Regions from separate parts of the Mus musculus genome. Here region 2 is linked to region 1. The links are chromatin contacts, called in public Hi-C maps. All regions are on one chromosome and are shown on one strand. Each heading gives the region's core, a stretch centred on a gene start, on an enhancer-like site or on the middle of the called end of the contact. The rest is flanking DNA. Distances are from core to core; before and after follow the strand shown. Region 1 holds the start of Tmco4 (transmembrane and coiled-coil domains 4). Region 2 holds the start of Padi6 (peptidyl arginine deiminase, type VI).

Evidence for each region. A called contact is a pair of places that touch in the nucleus more often than the background predicts.
Region 2: a Hi-C map of B cells shows a contact between it and region 1, with 8 read pairs. The contact joins the promoter of Padi6 here to the promoter of Tmco4 in region 1.

Annotation. Positions count from the first base shown.
Region 1 is chr4:138,970,170-138,976,222 of GRCm38.p6, reverse strand. It overlaps Tmco4 (transmembrane and coiled-coil domains 4), which reads right to left and starts at 3,318. Exons shown (of 17, transcript NM_029857.3): 1 at 2,936-3,318.
Region 2 is chr4:140,738,769-140,744,821 of GRCm38.p6, reverse strand. It overlaps Padi6 (peptidyl arginine deiminase, type VI), which reads left to right and starts at 2,179. Exons shown (of 16, transcript NM_153106.2): 1 at 2,179-2,333; 2 at 2,887-3,064; 3 at 3,748-3,820; 4 at 4,688-4,755; 5 at 5,637-5,745. The coding sequence starts at 2,242.

The DNA.
Region 1 (6,053 bases), core at 2,069-4,568:
TGCGGTGCTCGGTAGGCTACAGCAGACATGGGTGAAGGACCTTAGAGTCCACAACCCAGAATTTTGCTCTTGACCCAAACAGGAAGCCAAGCCAGGTTTTAGGCAGAGAATAGAACCCTGGCATAGATCCAGCTGTCAGCACAGAAGGTCAAATGGAAAAGACTCAATTCTGCCTTCCATAACACATTCTCTGGCTGTCTACTCCTCTGTACCAGGAGTCTACGCTGAAATGCAGTATTTCAGAGCCCAGGATCTCTGCTGGGAGAGTGTTTGACCAGCATGCATGAAGCTCTGTGTCCCCACCCGCACCCCCCTTTTCCATCTGTCTTATCCCAGGAGGTGGAGGCTGAAGGATCAGAAAACCTAGGTGGTCATCATTGGCTACATAGTGAGTTCAAGGCCAGCCTGGGCTACATGAGTCTGAAAAACCACTGAAGGAGTACAAGAGGACTATCAACAATCTAATGTACAGACCACCTTCAGGTCCCACATCCACCAAGCCCAGGCTTGGGTTGGGTCTGGCCTTCCCAGTCCAAGTTCAGGCTGAGAAGCAGCAAGCTAAACCAGTCAGTTGTGTCCCTAGCCACGCTAGAGCCTGGGCCTACAAAGGCTCCAAGAGTTCTGTCACCCTGAAATGTTCCTTCAGTCCCGTGTCAAGCTTGCAGACTGGTGTTTTGTAAAAGAAGTCAAGGTGTTCCCGAGAGGTCACAGCTTGCTGGGGGCCTTTCAGGAAGCTGAGGAATACACCCTGACTGTCTGAGCCTGTGAGAGTCTGGAGGAAAACAAACAGGAAATGCTGGGTGTGAGGTGGGTGTTATGTTTCCAGCCCTGGAGGGAGCCTCAGCCTCCTCACCTGGAAGTCGGCCACCCCAGCTCTGTGTGTGGCTAAGGTTTCTCTACTGAGGAGAACAGGCTGTCAAGTCACTAGACCTGTGAGGAAATGCATCTCTGAGGCAGGCAATGGTTGTGCACTTGAAAGGCAGAGGCAAGTGGATCTCTGAGGCCAGCCTGGTCTACAGAGTGAGTTCTAGGACAGCCAGGGCTACACAGAGAAACCCTGTCTCAGAAAAGAAAGAAAGAAAGAAAGAAAGAAAGAAAGAAAGAAAGAAAAGAAAGAAAGAAAGAAAGAAAGAAAGAAAGAAAGAAAGAAAGAAAGAAAGAAAGAAAGAAAAGGCAGGCATCTCTGCTCGTTTGAGGCATAGCTCAGTGGTTTTTGTAAAAAAAAAAAAAAAAGCCTGAGTTTTGTCTTCAGCATCCCAAGCAAATAAATTTTTATTTATTTATTTTTAATTTTATGTATTTTGGTGATTTGACTACATGTATATTTGTGGGGGGGGATGTGGGGGGGGGATGTCAGATCCCCTGGGGCAGGTATCACAGCCAGTTGTGAGCTGCCATGTGGGGGAATTGAACCCAGGTCCTCTAGAAGAACAGCCAGTGTTCTTAACCGCTGAGCCATCTCTCCAGCCCCGTGTTTTGTTTTCAAAACAGGGTTTCTTTGAGCCCCATCTGTCCTGGAACTCACTCTAGACCAGGCTAGCCTCAAACTCACAGAGATCTGCCTGCCTCTGCCTCCCAAGTGCTGGGATTAAAGGTGTATATATCTCTATCTCTATCTATCTATCTATCTATCTATCTATCTATCTATCTATCTATCTATCTATCTATCTATCTATCTATCTAATTTAAAGACAGTTTCTCTACATAGCCCTCATTGTCCCCTGGAACTCACTATGTAGACCAAGTCAGTCTCGAACTCACAGTTTGAGATTAAATCCCAAGCACCAGGATTAAAGGTCTATGCCACCATCGCCATGCCTGGCTTTAATTTACTTTTGATTTGGGTACTGTGCTTTCCAATTCATGAAGCATCCTGACACGATCTTCAGCACTGGGAAGAATTATAATCCATGATCCTCTTGTGTTATAAGGAAATGAAGGTTCAGGGTGACACCCAAGGTGACACAGAGAGGAAGTGGCAGAGCCAGGCTCAAGTTCCTTGAGGGCATCTTTTAAGTCCAGGGGAGTGGGAAACTGAGGCTGGAAGCAGCATCTTCGGTGATGCCCAGAGGTTCAGGCGGTTTGGTAGGGTTCTAACTAGGAGGATGGGGCCCTGGGTTCCTTCCTGACTTCTCAAACATACTGGGTAATTGGGGATTTTGGTGGCCTTGTCTTTCTGCCTAGCTGATTCACCCTGAGGAGTCTTCACTACTGTGTCTTCAGAGCCTACACGATGACACATAGTAGGTGCTCAATAAATATACCCCGTGAGTGGCGTCCTGGGAAGCCCTACAGGGGTGTGTTCCCTCCTACTTGAAGGCAGCAGTGGCCTCAGGATCAAACCTGCAGATTTAGCCAGCCCCAGCTTCTACTCTGGGTCACCCCTGGCAAGGACAAGGACATCATGGAGGCCAGTTTTGAACCTAACACTGGGTCAAACTCTGAAGTCAGCTCACCCTAGTTAACCTCTTTGCTCTGACTGCCTGGTCCTGGCCAAAATCATCCCATTGTTCCCAGACTCAGTTTTCCCGGATGTAAAAACCTGTAATGTGAAATGTCCCCTACTCTGTAAAAACCCGCAGCGGGGCGAGAAGCCACGCCCCCGTCACAGCAGGAAGGGGCCGGGCCTTTCCGGGACTCTAGGGCTTCCCAGGCCTCGGGGAACTGAGTCTGGAGACACAGAGGGTGGGAGTGGGTGCCTGGAGCTCCCAGTACGCAGGGGGCGTCCAGTGACCCTGCGTGACCTTGAGCAAGGTCCTTTCTTCCCTTCAAACCCAGCGACCGGTGCCCTGGGCTGTGCTGGCAGGCGGGGGCCGCTGGCATGCTCGTTGGCATCAGTTTCCCCTCCAGCTACTCAGGAGTCCCGAGAGCACTTCCGGGTTCGGAAGCGCAGTGGAGGCGGCGTGGGGACGATCGGGGCTCCCCGCGGGCTTACCTGGAGGCGGCAGCGACGGATGGGACGACGGCAGAACTTCTGGCAGCCCCGCAGCTCCCGCCCTGGCGCTCCCCGCCTGTTCTCTCCCTGGCCCAGCCGCCCCACACCGGCCCGGGCCGGTCCCGCCTGCGCAGCCCTAGGGCCCGGGCCTTCCGGGCTGGGCCGGGCGCACCGCCACCTAAGCCACCAAAGCCATCGCCCGGGTGCTGGCCTTGGGACGGGACCCGCACTTCTGTGTCTCCCGCTCCCCAGGAAGCGAGAGCGCGGGGCACAGGAGGGGTCTGCAGAGAGTGCTCACCAGGGGCTGGGCTGGCATGAGGGGAGTTCGAGCAGACACTTGAAGGGGAAGCTTCCAAATTTTGCCGCCACACTTGAAAAGAGCCTGTCCCAGAAGGTGCCTCCCCCTCCTGTGCACACTGCTCGGTGAAATTTGCAACACCCACGCCTTCTGATCGTTCTTTCACTTTCTCTAATGCTCGCCAGTCGTTGCACCCGTGGCTCTTCCGTCCCACGGGCCTCCGTTTTGGGGTTCCATTCCTGTTAGACTAGCCACCCACTCAGCTCTAGTCTTTGAACAAGTATTTGCTGAGCACCTACTACGTGCCAGCAAGGTTATGGATTAGCACACCAGGCCTTCGGGCCCATATTTTAATCGTAGTATTTAACACTGAAGTTGATTGTTTTCCTGTTTGCCAATTTATAATCTGGGTATCCCACACTAGAACTTAAAGACCCCAAGAATGGAAGGGGGGGTTGTCTCCCATGCCTCATCCTCCGCTCTCCTCATTTGGGAGCCGGCTCTTGGTTGCCCAGGCAACCTGTGAAATTTCATCACACCTAATCTACAGGTGAGGAAGTAGGTGGCCATCCTGGTCAGGGCTGGAATCTGAGTCACCATGACCTCTGACGTCGTTGCTCTTTCCCCTGGAGAAGATAGGCTGGAGTTGGAAATGGAAAAAGTTCTCGAGCGGACAGATGAGACGTGCGGCATTCCAGCAGGGAGCCTTATGACTCAGGATCCGACTGGAACGCTAGAGGGCCTCCATCACCTGATCTCTCTATCGGCCAATCAGGACCTAGAAGAGCTAGGAGGTTATTGTAGGTCAAAAAAGGACAGTTGTGGAGGGTTGAAGGATTCTAGCTGAGATTCTGGGCATCACTAAGTTGGGGAAATAACCATACCAAGGTGGCACGCTCCCCCCGCCCCCCGCAAATATCATGGAATTTTAAAAGATCCTATTGTTGTCTATGAGGAATGGAGGATTGGAGTGACCAGAGGCCACCGATTAAGAAGCGGTCCTGAGCTGAAGTAGCCAGCCTCAGCCTGAGCAACTAACTACCTTAGCCTTTCAGATGTGAGACAGCTGCCGTTTTTTTTTTTTTTTTAATTTCAGCATAAGTTGATTTTAGTAAGTTCTTGATATTAAAAAAAAATAAATGTAACTCTGAAAGTTAAAAAAAAACGGTCATTCTCTAATGGAAAACAGAATCACAATGGATAAAGAAAATCAATATGGAAAATAGTTTTAGAAAAGAAGACATACTCAAAACAAAGTGATCGCTTAGGTGGGGTTTGGGGACAGTAAAGACGCAGGGAGAACACTGCGAGTGACTCCTCTGCTTTTAGTCCATAGCCACATATCAATATTGATTTTTTAAAAAAATCTTGTCCAATGTATCAGTGTTAAGATTGGAAAGTAAGGCAAAGGTCACATGGATTTTTGCTGAGGACTCTGCACTATTTCTGAAACTCTCCTGTCCGCTGGTCGCTCTAAAGCCCTTGTCACACACGTTTGCTAAGCAAGTGACAGCTTGCATCCTTACTGTAGTTACAGGTTGCCTCTGAGCTAAGCCCTGCTTTGCCTTTGTTTAAAAGGATCAGCAGGGCCTGATGGTGAAACCACAGCTCCTTGTTGCAGCGTGGTGCCAAGGCTGAGGCAGGGGGATCACAGGCTTGAGGCCTTCTGGGGGCTTTACAATGAGTCAAAGGTCATCCTAGGTAATTTAGTGAGACCATGTCTCAAAAATAAAAAGGCGAGGAAGGCTACAGCTCGGTGGCAGGGCCCTGGCCTGGCAGGTTCCTTCCCTTGACATCCATAATGAAGGAGTGGGCCCTGCGGGCCCTGCTTTTAGAGTCTGAGGGCAGCAAACGGGCCTCTCCACAGAAAGAAGTGAGGATAGTGTTCTCCCTGAGTGATTTAAGGCCTTTTAACATGTGGCTATGTACTAGCTAATAATGAATTTTGTATCACCAGGGTATTTGTCTCAGACTTTTAAAATGTATCATATTACGGGAGGGATGTCAAAGGTTCTCTTGTCTTTATTGGAGGTTGGCCCCAGGATCTGGAATGAGTGTTGAACTTTGGAAGTATAGCCCCGTCCCTCTTTTTAGGTCAGAGGAGGATATCAGGTATCCAGTTCTGTCACTTTCCACTTTTTCCTTCAAGGCAGGGTCTCTCCATGAACCTAGAGCTACCCTCTCATTTCCAAGGGGATGAAAGAAGGTTCAGACCTTCAGTGTGGACCAGAGCCTGGCCCTGCACTCGAGGCCTCTTGCCTGTCCTTTCCACTCACATCCCCCTGCAGCACTGCCTGACTTCTCTGCCCACTCCAGGGCAGCAGTGACCTTGCCTGTACTCTTGTCCCCAAGCTCTGATGTTCCAGAAGATGGTTGGGACCAGGTCATCTTCAAAGAGACAGTAGTATTAGAATATCTTTGCCCAGGGACCCCAAAGATACCTTGGCTGGGACCCACCCTAAGCCAGGAATGACAGGGGCTGTGGGTCTAGGTCCCAAGCTAAGACACGGGGCAGTAGTTATTTGATCAAATGAGGGCATTCTTCAAGCCTGGGACTCCAGTGTTCTCACCTGTGGGATTCCAAGCAGCGAAGCCTGGAGAGGGGTAGTCAGCAAGCCCAGCCTGCTTTTTAATCTTTCTTCCTTCAGCAACCTGCTCATCTCTGAATCCCCACGGTTCCTGTAGTTCATTTCATATTTTCTGTGACATTTCTCCCACACCCATAGGCAGCGATCAGATTTTAGGTTCGTTCTATTCACAAAGGAGGATTCACATTGCTAAATCTGGGCTAATTCCTAAAATCTCTAGCATAGACTGACC
Region 2 (6,053 bases), core at 930-3,429, 1.8 Mb before region 1:
TCCCAAGTACTGGGACTAGAAGTGTGGCCACCATGCCCTACTGTGAGAGAGAGAGAGAGAGAGAGAGAGAGAGAGAGAGAGAGAGAGAGAGAGAGAGAGAGAGAGAGACCACAGTGCACATGTGGAGATCAGAGGACAGCTTGTGAGACTCACTTTCCTCCTTCCACCATGCGTGCTCTGCACATCGGGCTCAGTGGTGAACGTCTTTAACCCACTGAGCTACCTGGCCAGTCCTGACTTTTCTTTAACCTCATCAAGCCAAAAATTCCCTTCATCCCCCTCCCTCAGAGACTGCCTAAGAGTGCTCTGAGACAGACGTGGTAAATGCCACAGACCAGGTGTTCCACAGACCAGGTGTTCCTAAACCCCAGGAAGGGACCCAGTTTCTCATACTGGGACCAAAGCAATTTTACTTGGCGGGAAGCTGAGTAGCTGGGTGGCTGTTCCCTTCCCTCTCCAGGTCCCCCAAGAGAGCTCCTCTCTGCCTCTTCCAGCTTCGGATTGATTGATTGATTGATTGATTGATTGATTGATTGATTGATTGAGACAGGGTCTTCCTAGAAGCCCTAGTCTGTCTGAAACTCCTTTTTTAGCCAAGGCTGCCCTCAGACTTGTAACCATCTTCCCGCTTGAGCCTCCTGGGTGCGTGGATGCAGGTATGCACCTCTGAGGCGGCTGGGAGCTAGCTCCTTCTCTGAGAGGCCAGTAGAATGGAGAAAGAGAGTAATGGAGGCTGCTCTCTCTAGGCTGTGCCCTGCACCAAGGTCTTCTGGGAAATATGAAGTTTCCATACAGAATCTCCTTAATTAACCTAGGCTGGCTCCCTATTCTTGTTCCTCCTGCCTCCATCTACCCAGTTCTGGGATTGCAGACGTGAGCCACCATGCTCGGCTCTTAATGAGCAAATAACAGGGACGTGGAGGCAGATAGTTCTCTACCAAGGAGCTATGCTCCCACCTATCCCCTTTTCAGAACATTGGCACAGTCTTGTTAAATTGACCAATCTAGACTTGAAGTCACTCGGTAATCACAGGCTAGCCTACCTCAGCTGGATCTTTTTTTCCCCCCTGACAACACATACATATACTATGGAATGCAATACAGAATTTGGCGGCTTTTTGAAACAGAGCATCATTCTGAAACCCAGGCTGGTCTCAAACTCACAGAAATCCTCCTGCCTCAGTGTGGGTGCTGAACAGGTGACAGGCAGGGACTACCATGTGTGGCTTTGTAGTCTGATCTAGGAATGCCAATACTGAAGAGACCATGAACCTCAAAGATGTATGTGTCATCTCAGCGACTCCACAGGGCACGAGAATGCTGACCCCCCCCATTTTAGCAGTTTTGAACTGCACAGTAGATATACAATTTCCTTTCTGCTTCGTGTGTGTGTGTGTGTGTGTTCTCACACCACAGTGCACATGTGAAGGTCAGAGGTCAGCCTAAAGGGATAACAGCTGTAAGCCAGGCTGCACAGGTCTAGCCCATGCACCAGCTCCTGCTGCCCATCCCCCACCCTACCCGCCCTGATGCTAACAAGAGACACAGCTGTGACTGACTGGCTTATCATCGTTATCACCCGGGAAAAGGATGCAGATTGCCTGCCAGGATCAGGGATTTGCAGAGCTAGCTATAGCTTCCTGACACTTCTGTGAGCATAGCACTTTACCAAGTACCCCCACTAGCTGCCAAGAAGCACACATCCTAGAACAGTGGTCCTCAACCTTCTTAGTGCTGCAACCCTTTAATACAGGTGGTGACCCCCAACCATAAGCTTATTTCGTTGCTACCTCATAACTGTGATTTTGCTACTGTTATGAATCATAATATGCAGGATATCTGATGTGTGACACCACCACCATCCCAGCCTTGAGGCCAAAACAGGTTGAGAGCTACTGTCCTAGAACCAAGACTCCCCCATAATCTTGAGATGTAGCACCCAGACCAGTGGGAAGGGCAGAGCCCCAAGCTGTTAGACTCCAATTTCCTAGGGCTGCAGGGTCTACAGGCAGCAGCTGCTAAAACTTTGATGCTGAGTAGAAGGATCTCTCCCTTCACCCTTCCCCCTACCTCCTTCTCCTCTTCCTCCTCCTCCAGGCTCACCTGTGAACCCTTAACAAGGGGGCGGGCTGGGGTGGTCCTTACCTCTACTAAAGAGGAAGGCCAGGAAGCCCCACCGTCCTAGGCAATTACTCTGGTGGGTAAGGACTGCTGACAGTGGCTAGCTTGGTAAGCCCAGCCATGTCTTTTCAGAACTCACTCAGCCTGTCTCTGGTCAATCCCACCCATGCCCTCTGCATGGTAGGCATGGAAATCACCTTGGACATCAGCAAGTAAGGCTTAGCGGGTGTCTGTAGGGGTAATGAGAAGGGAGGGTCTGGGCAGAGTCCCTGTGCCCAGAAGTCCGAGGTTAGCGCTCTCAGCTGAACTGACCGACCCCAAGGAAATCTGGCTTGGTCTCTGAGAGCCCTCCCATCCCAGCTCGGGATACTGACTTACAGCTTTCTCTGCCTCTTGCAAGATCCCTGTTAGCTTCGAAGGTGTCCTTGAGTAGGCGGGGGTTGTGTCTTACGGTTCTGGCATCTGCTCACTCCATGACTGTGAAGCTGAGGCTTGTATGTAAAATGAAGATGTGATCCTCACAAGGAGGCTTTGGGGGAGCGGGAGGTTGGGGTGGGACATCCATCAAAGGCGTGGAGGTCCTGGGGGTCGAGATGGTAAGAGAGGCTGAAGACGTTAGCGCCCGCCCCCCCCCCCACAAGCTTCACTGACAACTCTCCTCAATTCCGTAAGATGGATGCAGACTCCAGATCGGGGGCTGTCCTGGAACCCTGTCGCCTCATCGGTTGGTGAGTCTTCTAACCTGTATTGTCTCCTTCAAACCAGGTGTGCACCAGACAAGTGCAAGTCTTTCACCATCCGTGGTTCCCCCAGGATCTTGATCCACATCTCTAGCTCCGTCATCGCTGGCAAAGAGGACACTGTGGTCTGGAGGTCAATGAACCATCCCACAGTGGCATTGGTGAGGATGGTGGCGCCCAGCCCCACTGTGGATGAAGACAAGGTGAGCCATGGAGGGGAGAGGGGTAACCTTTAACCTACCCAGGTGATCTCAATGTGGAAGCTGGCAAGCCTAGCTGAAGGCCATTGGCAACAGGCCTGCCTACCCAAGGCAGACCCAGCTGCAGCTGTCTGTGGGCAGGGAGAGAGAGGCAGTTAAGGGATGGTGAGTGGGCGGAACCTGCCCATCTATGTGTCGGCGGAAGGCAGTTTCCTTCAGCGAGTGGCTCACTTGGGTAAGCACTGTACCTTGAGTCGGGCCAGAACCAGTGTTGTACCCTGAGCTGAGCAGTGCATACCTATTAAGCCCAATTAACCAGGAGGAGGGTCAGCAGTTGGAGGTCCTAACCTGAGCTACAGAGCCAGCTCCAAGCCAGGGCAAACGACTTTAGTGAGCGACAACTGCTTTTGTTGGGTTTTGAGACGGGGTTTCTCTGTGTAGCCCTGGCCATCCTAGAACTCCCTTTGTAAACCAGGCTGGCCTCGAACTCCCACGATCCTCCTACCCCTGCCTCCTAATGACTGGGATTAAAAGTGTGCACCACCTGGCAAGACACCCTCCTAGACGTCCTAAGTGGCTATGGCCCCTGGGTCAGCTCATAGTGGGTCACTGGAAGATTAGATGCTGAAACACAAAGCAGGGTCACATGCTTACACCCAGTCTATGGCTCTGGGCTGTCTCCACAGGTGCTGGTCTCCTACTTCTGTCCTGACCAAGAAGTCCCCACGGCCACAGCTGTGCTGTTTCTCACCGGCATCGGTGAGTCTTCCCTCTAGGAGCTGAGACCCACCCGGCGTTCCTCTGGAGAGCAGGGCAGGTCTTGTGAAGCAAGGAAGAGGCTCCTTGTGTAGAAGATGCTTTCTATTGGCCCTGAGATGATATCCACGCGCCTGTTCCCTTGACGTTCACTCACTTAGAAACAACCAGAACTTGAGTCACCTGCCCCCACTTCCTCATTCTCATTGCTGCTGGGTCTGGTCCACTGCTATGTCATCTCGTAAATGTGTGTGTGTGTGTGTGTGTGTGTGTAGCCAGGGGAAAGACATCAGATGCGCTGGGACTTAGAGGTACAGGTAGTTATGAGACACAAGCCACGGCATGCCAGGAAGGAAACTCCAATCCTCTGGGAGAGAGCAGTAAGGGCCAACAGCTGAGCTCTCTCTCTCTCCAGCCCCATCTTGAAGCTGCTTTGTAAGAATCAGGTGGCCACTGTGGATGGCTCCCTCCCTGACTTACTCATGAGAATCCACCTGCCTCTGACGACACTGCCTCTAACCAGCGTGTCCAACCTGTGGCCCAGCACAGCTATGGCTACAGCCCAATATAAAATTGTACACTTAAAACATTTATCTTGGCGGGGCTGGAGAGATGGCTCAGTGGGTAAGAGCACTGGATGCTTTCTGAGGTCCTGATTCAGTTCCCAGCACCCACATGGTGGGGCTCACAACCATCTGTAATGAGATCTGATGCCTTCTTCCTGTGTGTCTCCAGTCCATCTCTTCAGTCCAATGCTTGACAGTAAGATACCTCAGTTAGGCTTTTTACCAACCAGGTCAGGCAAGGGTCGCCAGAGCTTTGAGGGCGCCGTTAGCAGGCCAGGTTCTGAGACCCTTCCTTCCCTTTCAGAGATCTCCCTGGAGGCAGACATCTATCGAGATGGACAACTGGACATGCCAAGTGATAAGCAAGCTAAGGTGAGGCTGCCTGGTCAAGGGAGGGTGCAGGACCTAGGGGAGCCATCCCTAGGCCTCAGCCTGTGTTTATCTGACTGTTGGGATATCCAAGTCTCTCCACTATATACCACAAATCGGGGTCGATGAAGTAAACTTGTGATCTACTGAAAAACAGCTAGGTTGTGTGCACCTAGCAAGGGGTGTGTGTATGTGTGGGTGCCTAGCAAGGTGTGGGTATGAGCCTAGCAAGGCATGGTGTATAGATCTGCCTGCATGCTAGCAAGGTGTACTATAGTGTGTGCATGCATGTGTACTTAGCCTAGTGTGTATGGTATGTATGTGTTCTTTTAATCCCAGCGTCCCAGAAATAAAAGCTGGAAGACTGGGGTTTGAAGACCATTCTCAGATGTACATAGGGAATTCCAAGCCCCCTTGGCTATATAGTAGATACGATATGGTCTCAAAACAAAATGGAGTCAGATGTGGTGGCAGCTGCCTGTCATTCCTCCCTGTTCCTGGATGTCTGATGCAGGATGGAGAGTTTAGTGCCATCCCTGGCTTTTACATAGCCAGACTGTCTCAAAACCAACCAAAACTAGCCAGGTGTCCAGAGGCATGGGCTTGGTTAGTAGCCAGTTATAGCTGCCAGCTGCCATCTCTGGACCTCTGGTGGGACATGACCCTTGCAGCGTGCCTCTGTCCCTGCATTCGAGAAACAAAAGCAACCTGCTACCTTTATTTGGCTTTTCATCCATCCGATAGCCTTCTGTTCCCACAGGTCATCTTTCTCAATCTGTGTCCCCTGGCTCCCCAGAGTCCCCAGGGCCTGTGATGACAAAGCTGAATATGAGAGGCAGAGGGTTGGCTTGACTTTCCTACCTCAATGTCCTTGTCACTTGCAGAAAAAATGGATGTGGGGTATGAACGGCTGGGGAGCCATCCTGCTTGTGAATTGTAGCCCTAATGCTGTGGGCCAGCCTGATGAACAGTCCTTTCAGGAGGGCCCCAGAGGTATGTGCCCTTGATGTGTTCCCACTTCTCTCAAACTCTGGCCACCCCTTGGCACACACGCAGATCATGGCTGATTTCCTTGTGGATGACCGAGTCTTTTTATTTTAGATTTTGAGGGGGTGGGGTTGCTCCCTAGAAAAGCATTTGCTTACAATGTACAAAGGCCCTGGCTGGCATTGCTGGCATATCTAAGGATTTTATGCCTTGAAGCTGTGTGATGAGAGTCCATACAGCTTCATACAGAGATGTGTATGTAGCTTTTTTTTAAAAAAGATTTATTTGTTACACCTAAGTACACTGTAGCTGTC